Linked DNA regions of Sus scrofa: region 1 is linked to region 2. A link is a contact called in public Hi-C data. All regions are on one chromosome and are shown on one strand. Each heading gives the region's core, a stretch centred on a gene start, on an enhancer-like site or on the middle of the called end of the contact. The rest is flanking DNA. Distances are from core to core; before and after follow the strand shown.

Region 1 (3,949 bases), core at 674-3,173, 110 kb before region 2:
CTTTCCCACAGCTGAAAACTGGTTTCCTAAAAAAGATGATATCCAACTTCTACCACTTGGTATTATTCTCGTTTCTATCTTTTAAAATTGCAGTAAATTAAGAATGTAGGGCCTTTCCAGCTGTCCCAATAGACACATCTCAATATTGGTGTCATTTGCTGTTTTGAAGAAAGCCCTTCCAGTGCATCATAAACTCTAACCAAGGGACTGTTTCTCAAAATGTCAAGACAATAAACTATTACTTTAAAAAAATCACCTAAGCAAAAAAAATACAACAAATTTATTTGTACTTAAAGAATCAAAACTGATAATGTTCTGAGTTCTGCGCCACTGAGTCAAATTTGCTAGAAGCCTAAAAATTACTCCAAAATTTTAATTTTCTGATTATTACTGAAGACTTTAAGTTAAAATCTGCATTCCTCAAATTCATCAAAACACACCTCTATGTGAAAAGGATTATACAAGAACTGCAATGGTGAAAGTCACTATCAGTTACCCATCTACTGAACATCTCCAAATATAAACAGATATGGATAATTATCAAAATATGCATACGCTAGATTCCAAATACTAATTCGTGTTGTATATACTTCAAATAGTACACACTTTTAACAACCAGAAACGTGTCAATTCCAAGAAATGCTGAGATCAAAAGAGAGAATAGTCATCTCAAGTGGCCCTGATTATTCACCTGCAACAACGATTTTTCATTTCAGTTATACGTACAAATTGGACCTCTCAGATCAGATTACATTTCCTTTAGGAATTAAAGCAGCTAATACTTAAAACCACAAGTTTATCTCTTAGAACATAAGAAGTGATTTATAGATTAGATTTCTGTACAACTTAGAGCGAAATTAGTTACCTCTATTTTTCCATCAACAAAATCCGAATACACGGATTTGGAAAGATGAAGTTTTTCCACAGGATTTTCAGACGGGTCCTTAAACTCTAAACCTGGGATTCAGCAGCACCTCAGTTTTACTACATCCCAGAGAGAAAATGGGGTAGGGGCAAGTTTAGCAGCACCACGACGGCATTGTCACCAGCAACACCTCCCACCGCAGCCACCATTTTGAGCAGCAGAATTAAAGTGCCGAGTGCTTTTACCAACTAAAAGAAACAGGATTTTCGGAAGAGTTGTGAATCAAGTCTTGACTTTCAACACTCCCAAATCTCTCATTTCTGCGCCCGTTTCTCTGAGCCGCCGCGGACCGTCGCCCCGCCAGCTCGTTTAGTCGAAGCCGTGCTCGTCCGAGTGGCGTCCCAACTTTGAGAACAAGCGTGCGGCCGGTACCCACACCCGCACCGGGCCGCAGCATTGTGGCCGCCGGCGCGCCCGCTCCCCGCCCGCCGCGCCTCCCCGGGCGCCTGACCCACGCGCTCCGCCCGGCCGGCCGCGCCGGGCCCCGCACCTTTGTCCGCAGCCGCGGGCACCGGCCGGCCGCGCGCTGGGCCCAGGCGGCCGGGGGAGGGGTCGCGGCGCCGGCCGGGGGCGCCCGCCCGCCCGCCCGGCCCCACAAAGCCCGCCGCCCGCTCCCCGGCCGCCGACTCCGCACAGGGCTCGCGGGGACGCCCGGGACTAACGGCCCAACTTTCCCTGTCGCCCGATCCCCTCAGCCCGGCCCCGGCCCCGCCCGCCCTCCCGGCCCGCGCACCTCGATCTCGAAGTCCGGCAGGCGGAACGCCGTGCGGAAGAGCGAGCAGAAGTGAGCGATGGCCGGCACTTCCCACCACGAGCGCAGCTCGCCCAGCGCCGCCGCGCCGCCCTCTTCGGGGCGCATCTCCGGCCGCGCCGCCGCCTCCGCGCCCGCCGCCCGCCTGCTCCCGGCGCCGCTCCGGCCGAGCTACCGCGGCGGCTGCCCCGGGCCCATCGCGCCGCGGCCCGGCCGCCCAGCCCGCACAATGTCGCCGCGGCCCGCGGGGAACAGATGGGCCGGGGGCGGGCAGGGGCGGGGCCTCGGCACAACAACAACCCCGCCCCCGCCCCCGCCCGCGGGCCGCGCGGGGCGGGGGAGGGGCGCCCGAGGGCCGGGGGGAGGGGCCGCGGGGCGAACACCGCCCCGCCCCCGCCGGGCCCCGCCCCCACGTGGCGGGTGGTCGCGCCCCGAGAGGCGGGCGGCGCCTCGCGGGGCTGAGCGCACGTGGGGCTGCGGGCGTGGGGTGGACCCGCACCCCCGCTGAGTGGGGGCCACCTGCCCCTCCCGGGTGGGCTACAACCCAGGCTCTCGGGCGCTGGTCCGGCCGGCCTGGGGGCTGCTGGGCGCCCGCGCTCCCCTCTCCGGCGCGGCCGTCACCGGGACCAGCCCGGGACGCTTAGCCGGGATGTTTTGGAGCGCTCCTCTGGGTCATTCTCTTCCTCACTTTATTCTCGTCTTTCTAGTAACCTGTTCTGTTTTTATAAGACAGCACTTATTAAAAACCCGGATTCTTAAAGAAAATGTATATTTACGTGTATCTTTCATGCGTCAGAATATTTCGTCCATCCAACACAGGCTCGCACCGCCTTCCCCCAACCGCCCTGGCACCGAAACAGCACAAAACTTGGGCAGTTCTGCTCTTTTATTACCTGGAACCATTGAACGATTTAAAATTCATCCTTAAATTCTACCGTGTGTTCTGATCATTGACAAAAATGAGCACATATCTAAATACCCCCAAAACAGCAGAGGCTGCATTTTTGTGTTGATAAGGCCCAGCTCTCCTGTAGATGCCCTGTTGGTGGAAGACCTGTGCGCACTGTGGAATTAATCACATGCCCTGAATTCGCCGTTTTTGTCCCCGACTCTCTTCCTTTGCCCACAGATCAGACTGACTTTGCATGCTTTTCCCTCTCTTTTGTGCAAGGGTTCCTGCTTCACTTCACATTTGTTTCTAATCCATGACATCCTGCCTCTGCTTTCCCCACCTTTTCCTGGTTCTCCTCTGTCTCCTCATTCTGCCCTTTATCCTTTACTGCTGATTAACCTTCTTACCTGCCTCCCAGGGGTCAGGACTGCCAGGCTGGAAGTAACAGCTCCTAGAATGTCACATACTAGGACCAGATTTGGTTACCCTGGCATGCTTGCATGAAGGCTGCCCTCCCCACACCATTGCCCAGTCCTGGACACCAGCCAAGCTGTCCTGGAGCTGGGGATCCTCAGTGGTGGGGAGGCTGGCTGCCTCCTGCCCCTTCCTCAGCATTCTTTCCTCCTGCCGCCTTTTTCTTATGAGGGTCACCTGTCAGTGTCCACGTGGACGGCACACAGCTCTATACATGTTTCTCTCTCTCCTCTAACTCTGGTCCCCTGTGCTCTTGACTGGCCCGCTCTCACACCAGCCAGAACCAGTCCTGTCCCTCCAGACATGTTTTGTGTCTTCTGGGGCTAAAGGTGTGGCCTCTGGGTTCCCTGCCTTTGGGCTCCAGGTAAAGCCTGGCATCTGCACCCACCCTGCCTCTGCTGGAATTGATACCCTGAAGCTGAACATTTGTCCCACCTTCCCCCCAAGACTTAACTGCCTCAAATCTGTTTTCTGGACTGACTTTGGCCTAACCTGGATCACTGCCCCCTGTGCCTCCGTGTTGGACACTGGCCTCTTCTCCCTACTTACTGCCTTTCCATCCTGGCCCATTCCTCATCCTCTAAACACCAGCTGTGGGTATCGTGTTCCCAGCACATGCACAGCTCATATTTTCTTTCCCTTTCTCTCTCTTGCCTCTTTTCTGTTTGTGAGCCAGTGCTGTTGATCTCAGATGACCTTGCAATGCCCAGAGTAATTCTCTTCCAGATTTGCCACAACCTTCAGTTCTATGTCATTTTCTAATGAAATGTTTTCCATTAAACACACACACACACACACACACACACACACACACACAAAACCTAGCCTGGGAACTTCCATATGCTGCAGATTCAGCCCTAAAATCCCCAAACACACGCAATAATTAGTTTAAATCTGTTTTGCTTAT
Region 2 (3,949 bases), core at 774-3,273:
GGTGAGGATGGACACGGGAAGGGACAGGAGGACATGGCAACGACAAGACACACTGGTGGTCAGGGGAGCTGGGAGCATCTGAGCAGGAACGGGGCTGTGATGGGGACTCGTCAGTGTGACCAGGCGGCTCCCTGAGTTCATCTACTTATGGAAGAAATTTGTGGAACTCATAGACAGGCCCGGGGGGCAGCAATCACCCTTCCACCCTCTCCCACTGGACCCCACTGCTGCATGGGGCCCAGGGAAGCAAGACCATCCAGGAATCAAACTACCCTCAGCCCAGGATTAACACGGCCCCGTCCTCTGCCTGACTTTTCCAAGCAGGGGAGACAGGTGGGCCTGGGAACACAGAGGAGAGCACTGACCTTGTGCTGGGAGCTCTGGTGGGAACTAAGTTCTGAGCCCTCAGCGCCACCCCCCCCACCAGGCCTTTACTCTGCTCCTGCCATAGTCTGCTAGTGCCTCCAACTCTCCTTTTTTTTTTTTTTTTTTTTTTTTTTGTCTTTTCTAGGGCCGCGCCCACAGCATATGGAGGTTCCCAGGTTAGGGGTCGAACCTGAGCTGTAGCTGCCGGCCTATACCAGAGCCACAGCAACGCGGGATCCAAGCCGAGCCTGCAACCTACCCCACAGCTCACGGCAACACCGGATCCTTAACCCACTGATCGAGGCCAGGGATCAAACCTGCAACCTCATGGTTCCTAGTCGGATTCGTTAACCACTGTGCCATGACGGGAACTCCCAACTCTCCCTCTTTAATAACACTCTCCCTGGCTGTTACAAAAAGAGTAGCAAGTGTTGGTGGGGAACAGAGAACTTTTGTGTGCTGTTGGTGGGAATGTAAACTGGTATAGCCGCTGTGAAAAAAAGTATGGAGATTCCTCAGAAAAATTTAAAATAAAACTAATGTACAATTCAGTAATCCCACTTCTGGATATTTGTCCAAAGAAAATGAAAACATTAACTTAAAAAGATACATGCAACCCAATGTTCATAGCAGCACCATTTACAAGAGCCAGGATGTGGGAGCAAACTAAGCATCCATCAATAGATAAATGGGCTCTTGGCCTTAGTGCCATCTTCTGAGAAACCTCTGTGCCATGACAGCAAAGTGCAGGAAGAAGCGAATGCGAGGCTGCAGCACAAAAGAACAAAGAGGAGGCAGAGGTCCGAGTAAACTTGTACATCTGCAGAAGCCGCAGGAGCAGAAACAAGGAAAGCCCAGAGGCCAGGGACGCTGGTACAATTTGTTGGGCTGCATGCCTTCTGTCTAGAACTTGTCTCAGTGGATCCAGAACAACTTTTCACCATTCTGAGCCCCTCGGCCACTTTGAGACCCACCTTGCTCACAGCAAAATGATCCCTTTTAGTATTTTGTCCTGGACCTGTGACATTCTGGACTAGTTCTGTTCCCAGTTGTGGCTGAACGTAACACATTACAATAAATTACCTCCTCTCTTACCAAGAAAAAAAAAAGATAAATGGACGAAGAGATACACACACACACACACACACACGCACATATATATACGTTATATATGTATGTATACATATACATACATATATAATGGAATATTATTCAGCCACAAAAAAGAAGGAAATGCTGCATTTAGCATCAACGTGGATGGATGGCCCTTTAGGTTATTATGTTTAATGAAGTAAGTCAGAGAAAACAAATACTGTATGAGGTCACTTACATGCGGACTCTAAGAAACAAAATAACCAAGCTCATAGATCCAGAAAACAGGAGAAAGAGTGGTGGCTGCCAGATATGAGGGTTAGGAGTTGGTTAAAAGTGTGAGAAAGTTAAAGGGTATAAACTTCCAGTTATACGACCACGCCCACACGCGTAAGGCAGAGACCGAAGCGGGACTACAGCTCCCGAGATGCCCTGCGAGCACCCCCGCCCCCTTCCCGCCCCCAATACTGGATGGGACTACAGCTCCCAGGTGCCCCAGGCGCCACTGGCCGATGATTGGCCGCGCGGCGGGCCGGGCGTGCGCGGTGCGCGCAGGTGGCGGCCCATGGCTGCGTTCGGCGAGGTGGTGGCGCGGCGGGCGCCCGGGCTGTGGTGGCGGGCGGCTTGCGGGGCGGCGCGCGGGGCCGCGGGGCTCGGGGGCCGCCATTTGGCGAGCGGCGGCGCGCAGGTGAGGGCGGCGGGCGGGCGGGCAGGGCAGGAGGCCCTGTGGCCTCGTGGACCGTGCTCTGATGTCCGGCCTCCAGGACATCACTCCCACCGTCCCCGCAGTGTCCGCGTGTAGTGACGTCACGTCCTTTGGTCCCCGCCGCGTAGCCGCCGCCCGGGGCACCGCGTGACTCTGTCACTCGCGGGGCCGGACCTGGGCACGCGGGCCTCGGTGACCCGCCAGTCGGAACGTGCAGAAGACCGCGGCCCCGGCCCGCGGGTTCTCACAGTTCCCGACTCTCCAAGGGTGAGAGTGGGAGGGTGGAAGAAGGGGATGCGCACCTGCCCGGCGGTTTACTACCTGTGTGACTTAAGGCCGATTTCCGCCCTCCCTCGCTGTCCGTGGAGGACTCCTAGACCTGAAGGTGCTGGCGTCCCACAGACGCCTGGCATCCGCGGATCCCCCATCCACCAACAGCCATGGCTTGTGAAGTTTACGATCACCAGTTGGTTGGATCCACGTGTGAGGAGCCCACAGCTGTGGGGGCTGAATGTATATTTGTTGAAATAAATCCCCCCTATAAGTGGATCCGCCCAGTTCAAACGTGGTCAAGGGTCGAGGGTACGGCCCCCAGGGGACTCCCCAAATTAATCTTAAAACCATGCTTTTTATTTAATCTATTTTATTTTATTTTTTTTAGGGCTGCGCAAGTGGCATATGGAGGTTCCCAGGCCAGAGTTCGAATCAGCTACAGCCGCTGGCCTACACCACAGCCATAGCTATGGAGGAGCTGAGCTGCGTCTGTGACCTACACCACAGCTCAGGCAAGGCGGGATCCTTCACCCACTGAGGGAGGCCAGGGATTGAACCTGTTCGTTTCTTTTGCACCACAAAGGGATCTCCCCTCTGCCATGCTTTTTAAAAGTATAGTTTATTTACAGTGTTGTGTTGCTTTCTGGTGTACAGCAAAGTGATTCAGTTATACATATATTATATATATAAAATATATGTATACTATTTAAGAATATTTTCCTTTATAGATTATTACAAGATATTGAACATAGTTCCCTGTGCCATACAGTAGGACCTTGTTTATCTATTTTATATGTAGTAGAAAACCACACGTTTTATCACTACCACAAATATGGACTTTTTTTCCCCTTTGTCTTTTTAGGCCCGAACCTGAGACATATGGAAGTTCCTAGACTAGGAGTGGAATTGGAGCTGCTGCCAATGCCACAGCCACAACACCATATCTGAGCTGAGTCTTCCACCTACACCACAGCTTACAGCAACGCCAGATCCCCAACCCACTTAGCGGGGCCAGGGATTGAACTTGAGGCCTCATGGACACTAGTCAATTTTGTTACCACTGAGCCATAACAGAAACTCCACATATATGGACTTAACTCAGAGCTGGCTTAATACCCAGGACAAGTTACAAAAAACTTGAAGTGATAAAGAAGAAAAATGAGAATATAGATGCAGAAAAAAATAAAACGAAAAATGAAAAGAGAATGAAAATTCTTATTTCCTTTTCTCTAGGTAACTTCACTTAAACAAAAATTAATAGACTTTTTTTAGACCAGTTTTAAGTTTTCAGAAAGCCGAGCAGCAAGTGTAGAGAAGTCACACCTGTACATCCCTCCCCGCGTCCCTTCTGTGAAGCATCTCATGGAGTGTGGAGTCGCTGCATCCGATGCGCCTTTGCTTCCCAGGTCCTGGGTGCCTGGTTCTCTGTGTGCTCACCTGAGGGCCACAGGTGGTCATCCCGCACTACACAGTAATAGATGAGGGAGTGTCACAGATACTGCTCAACTGTCC

The links. A called contact is a pair of places that touch in the nucleus more often than the background predicts.
Region 1: a Hi-C map of heart right ventricle shows a contact between it and region 2, with 1.9 times the contacts expected there. The contact joins the promoter of LOC100737051 here to the promoter of HDHD5 in region 2. A contact is called at or near these places in 3 of 47 Hi-C or Micro-C datasets (embryonic fibroblasts, heart right ventricle and mesenchymal stem cells).

The regions. Positions count from the first base shown.
Region 1 is chr5:69,619,845-69,623,793 of Sscrofa11.1, reverse strand. It overlaps LOC100737051 (cat eye syndrome critical region protein 2), which reads right to left and starts at 1,923. Exons shown (of 19, transcript XM_021092503.1): 1 at 1,659-1,923. The coding sequence starts at 1,784.
Region 2 is chr5:69,510,633-69,514,581 of Sscrofa11.1, reverse strand. It overlaps HDHD5 (cat eye syndrome critical region protein 5), which reads left to right and starts at 2,023. Exons shown (of 10, transcript XM_021092501.1): 1 at 2,023-2,146. The coding sequence starts at 2,024.